2 separate regions of the Oncorhynchus mykiss genome follow, and region 1 is linked to region 2. A link is a contact called in public Hi-C data. All regions are on one chromosome and are shown on one strand. Each heading gives the region's core, a stretch centred on a gene start, on an enhancer-like site or on the middle of the called end of the contact. The rest is flanking DNA. Distances are from core to core; before and after follow the strand shown. Region 1 holds the start of nudcd1 (nudC domain-containing protein 1). Region 2 holds the start of LOC110530849 (protein argonaute-3).

Evidence for each region. A called contact is a pair of places that touch in the nucleus more often than the background predicts.
Region 1: a contact with region 2 is called in a Hi-C map of liver, with 15 times the contacts expected there. The contact joins the promoter of nudcd1 here to the promoter of LOC110530849 in region 2. A contact is called at or near these places in 2 of 3 Hi-C or Micro-C datasets (blood and liver).

What each region holds. Positions count from the first base shown.
Region 1 is chr32:41,674,256-41,676,955 of USDA_OmykA_1.1, forward strand. nudcd1 (nudC domain-containing protein 1) reads right to left here and starts at 1,432. Exons shown (of 10, transcript XM_036970846.1): 1 at 1,204-1,432. The coding sequence starts at 1,318.
Region 2 is chr32:40,932,633-40,935,362 of USDA_OmykA_1.1, forward strand. LOC110530849 (protein argonaute-3) reads left to right here and starts at 1,479. Exons shown (of 19, transcript XM_036971834.1): 1 at 1,479-2,062. The coding sequence starts at 2,044.

The DNA.
Region 1 (2,700 bases), core at 182-2,681, 740 kb after region 2:
GAAAATAATTTGGTTAAGGGCAGATTTGTCATCAATGGATGTTATTATCCATTTACTATATTTAGTCTGATCAGTGGAAAAATGTGCATTCCTAACAATGGGCTAAAATATAGGGTAATTACTGTGCTTGTCAGCAAGAACACTGCTGTTATTCTCCACACGTGTTTTATTATTCCACTTCTTCCCAATTTTGCCAGTGTAATCACATATTAGAAATCTCATATGCCTACTTGTGTCTTTGGAAATTAATTATGGCGCCATGTATTTTTGCAGGTATTCATGAACAAGTCATACAAATAAGCATTGGATAGTAAATGCTCCAAGAATCAAATATAATTTGACATTTTACTATTGTGCACATTCTAGGCAACGCATAAAGCATAATATTGTGTCTAGGTAGAGTAAGATGATGTCAAGGATCTTCACCCAGTAGCTATAAACCACCCAAATTCATCAGATTTTTCTTCAAGGTTTGGTGATTTTGAGAAATTAATTGTAATAAGAAAAACATTTCAATCACCCCGCACTTGGGAAACATAGATCAGGGGTGGTGGCCAACCCTCCTGGAGAGCAAGCAGGATTTTCTTAGAGACCTTTCTTCAAGAGAGTTCACCCAAATTACAAAATGTTTGTGTCCTTATCTTGAAAGCAGTATATAGAAAAGTCAACTGCAATCTATGATTTGGTTACCCACTGCCATTAAACATGAATGTTTCCTGTGCAGAGCCTTGGTGTATTGGTAACACTCCCTGACACGTGTTGCATAAGAACAGGGATCAATCTCTGCTTCCAATCTTCCCACCGTTTTTAGTATTTAATTACTGCCTGAAGTGTAAAACCACAAAACAATTGAAATAATATTAGCATACTTTATTAGCAAATTTCATCCCCCCCAAAAATCGCTAAGTAACAAAGTCATCCAATTTTGAGTGTTCATTTAATGTTGAAAGCACCCTGAACACTCCTGACCTGTGATTATTTTTTTTTCCACCCTGGTTTTAGGCTTAAGCCATGTAAGAATAAATAGAATTGCAGGAAATGACATTTAAAACATGGGTTGTGTTAGGGGAAATTAAATTCACATAGCAAATCTCACTCACGCCAAGCTTTCTTCAAAAGTTAGCAGCCCTCTAGCTAAATCAAAAAATAATGGCAATATTAGCATGCTCTAAAGATAATGCGACGTGGCGGGCAGTTTCTCACCAGCATCTAGCTCTACGTTGTAAATTGGTATGGGCTCCAGAGACAGTCTGTAACTCTCAAAGCTGGGATCCAAAAGCTGTCTGTTGACCTTCAATGAATAATTCGATACAGCCATGTTTCAGAATTATTGATAAATTGACAATATGTTTCAGATGAAATATATAGGAGCTGAACTGAACGCAACTTAATGTGCTTCCTGTATGAATCAGTCGGAATATTTTACGGACGGACATATAGGGAGGTATGGGAAATTGAAATCTTGCAGGACGAGAAAAATTATGAAAATAATTCACTTATAAATAAATAAAAAAGTGTCTGTTGAGTTTTAGACACCATTAATGGATCATGACTGATAAAAAACGAATGCAAACAACCATGCGTGGTTCAACACTCTCGAAGGCAGAACCTTCGCGCTTTCGTGTTCTTCACCGGAAGGTTTATGTGTAGGGACTGCTTGCTTCGTTGGTCTTTATTAGCGTCATGGCAGCAACATTAAAACTTCCGGTTTTCCGATTTGCCTTCAAAATAAACATCTGTTGTTTAAACGCTGTGTATGATAAGAAATCAATATTTTTTTTGCAGTTTTGCATAGTCATAGTGCACTAAAGAGAATGACAACTTTACATAAGATAAATAATATTGTAAGGTGGAGCACATTGAAAAAATGCTATGTTAGTATATGAGTGGTTCTGTGCTTAAAGGTGTTTCTTGGTTCTTACAGATCCTATCACAGTTTAAATGTCTTTCCAGTTTTCTTGAGATGTATTCCTGGATGATTATATGGCCCTAGTGGTGGGGCTGAAGGAACCCTAGTGGTTAGAACGTTGGGCCAGTAACAAAGGTTGCTGGATTGAATCCCTGAGCTGACAAGGTAAAACAAATCTGCAGTTCTGCCCCTGAACAAGGCAGTTAACCCACTATTCCCCGGTAGGCTGTCATTGAGAATAAGAATTTGTTCTTAACTGATCTGCATATGTACCGGATGTGAAATAGCTAGCTAGTTAGCGGTGGTGCGCACTAAATAGCGTTTCAATCGGTGACGTCACTTGCTCTGAGACCTTGAAGTAGGTCTCACAGTGCTTCTACACCTGCATTGCTTGCTGTTTGGGGTTTTAGGCTGGGTTTCTGTACAGCACTTTGATATATCAGCTGATGTAAGAAGGGCTATGTAAATACATTTTATTTTATTTTATGTTTAAGTATGACAATGCTCCCGTCCATACAGACATGGTTTGTATAGGGGGAACTACTACTTCAAGGTCTCAGAGCAAGTGACGTCACCGATTGAAACGCTATTTAGTGCGCACCACCGCTAACTAGCTAGCTATTTCACATCCGTTACATATGCAGATCAGCTAAGAACAAATTCTTATTCTCAATGACAGCCTACCGGGAATAGTGGGAACTACTACTTCAAGGTCTCAGAGCAAGTGACGTCACCGATTGAAACGCTATTTAGTGCGCACCACCGCTAACTAGCTAGCTATTTCACATCCG
Region 2 (2,730 bases), core at 229-2,728:
GGGCAGAGCCAAGCACGAGCTAGCGTGATCCTATTGGCGTGTTGTAGCATCATCTGCATATTTCCGTTAGGAAACGCCTACTCAATGAAGTGCGCGAGTGCTTTAACTCAATTTGTCTTTGCACTCCTACTAAATAACGCACTTTTTAAAAACTTTAGCAAAGGGTAAAGTCTACAAAACTTAGTCCACTCTGTTCATTACATATTCTAGTTTTGGGAACAGAACTATTGAGATCAAATGTTTCAAATTTGCAATGTTGGCCAAAATCCATCTCGTTCCATCTTCTCCCACTGCTGGCCAGTGGGCTTCCTCTGACTACCATATTAGTAGTGAGTGGAAACACTAATCAGATGCTTCACATTTATACATCCACTGAAATATGTCTTATGTTCTATCTGTGATGTTTCCTCGCAATCAGCTGTTGTTCGGTTAGGCTCTGCGATATTGTGCTAGTGTATGTCACATGCGAATTGCACCAGTATTGAAAAAAATTAATAAAGGAAATACACACAATGTACATACTAGTTTACTGAAAATCAAGCTAACAAGGAACCCAAACTGGCTGCGCGCATGCGCCATCGTGCATAAATGTATTTCGTCCCCCCACCCCAAATGCGATCACGACACTGAACCAAATATATTAATTTGGGAACAGGTCGAAAAGCATTCAACATTTATGGAAATTTTGTTAGCTAGCTTGCTGTTGTTAACTAATTTGTCCTGGGATATAAACATTGAGTTGTTATTTTACCTGAAATGCACAGGGTTTTCTACTCCACCAATTAATCCACACATAAAACGGTCAACTGAATCGTTTCTAGTCATCTCTCCCTCCTTCCAGGTTTTTTCTTCTCTTGACTTTATATTGTGATTGGCAACTTTCATAAATTAGGTGCATTACCGTCACTGATCTCGTTTGTCTTCAGTCACCCACATGGGTAAACCAATGAGGAGATGGGAGAGGCAGGACTTGCAGTGTGATCTGCGTCAGAAATAGAACTGACTTCTATTTTAGCCCTTGGCAACGCAGGCGCTCGTTGGCGCAATAACTGAATAATATAGATTTCTACATTTATTTTGCAACGCTCGCATTGTAATAACACTTCCCTGTGGATATTTCGTCTCATATTACCTCCTCTACATAAAGACAAAATCTGGAGACAACAGGTAAAGTACATTCAATTAAGTTTATTCAACAGTCTGATTTGTGAAAGGGCTCCTGAGTGGCGCAGCGGTCTAAGACACTGCATCTCAGTGCTAGGGGCATCACTACAGACACTGGTTCAATTCCAGGCTGTATCACAAACAGCCATGATCGGGGTTAGGGTTTGGCCAGGGTAGGCCGTCATTGTAAATAATAATTTGTTCTTAACTGACTTGCCTAGTTAAAAAATATATATAAATACACAAATATATTTGTTAATTTTCAAAGTATAGAAAGGACTCTTATTCTGAAGGATTCCAAAAACCATGACCCGGAAAGTACTTCATTATTCTTGTCTGCTTCACAGCGGTAGTACCGAGAACGTACCGGGGTGTGAAACACAAATTTGCCGGCAGAACAACACCAAAAGAGCGGCAAAGTGTTCACGTTTATCGTTCGAAGAACAAATGTCAAGTAATTGTTATTATCCTGGCAACTGATGACGAGGCAAAACGTCATCAGGTAGCATTAAAGCCGTTCAGGAATAGGCGCCGTCTGTTGAGTCTCCGTGAAATATTTTCAGAGACTTGTCTTTGAAAATAAATAGATTTGTCTGCTGGAAACAATTAATACTCCAACGATCATAATGGGATACGTCGTTTAACTTGTGCGGGTTGACAACAACTGGGGAAATTTGGGAGGACCTCTGGTTAAGTGGACACCGCAAGCGGCCCGTGTCCACATCAGCAACAGAAGCCGGGGTGTCGGCTTGAGAGTCTTCGGGTGGAAAATCTCCAACACTAGAGCTACAGCGCTGACTAAATAGCGTCGTGCGAACAGGAGCTGCGCCGATATTTGACCATTGGGAGCCGGGGAGTATCCGGACAGAGACCTCATGAATGGAAATCGGAACTTCAGGTATATTCTTACATCGTCTGTGGAACGCCATATTAAATTGTTACATTTGGTGTTGAAGTTTTGTAGGCTGACTAACGTTACCAGTTTATAGCATATAGCATACGATCAAACCTACTATGCCAATCAGATTAAATTAAATATCAACTCATTCAGTCCTTTCACTGTACTGTCTGGGTTAGAAAACTAATTTGGGTGACCAGATATACTGTCGTTGGTAAGATTGTTTGCTGGTTGGTAGCCTCTGCCGGGTCCCCTTCAACCGAGGGGTCCAGCTGCGACATAATCTCTGAGCAGTCATCTCTCATGGTCTCTATGCTGCCACCTACTGATATGTAATCTCTCAGGAAAAGTGGGGGATTCGAACGGAACCATAGAGTGCTTGCAGTTGCGTCACAAATCACCTAGCAACCCCAAGCTTCGTGTTGGAAGACCAAACTCGCATGCTGACCAGACAGCGTGCTCGCCATTGCACGCATGTTGTTTTTGTCCACGCACACCAAACACTACCAGGACAGCAGGTTGAAATATCAAAACAAATTCTGAACCAAATATATTAATTTGGGGACCAGTCAAAAAGCAAACATTTATGGCAATTTAGCTAGCTGTTGCTAATAACAACCCAATGTTTATATCCCAGGACAAATTAGCTAGCTAGCTCTTGCTAGCTA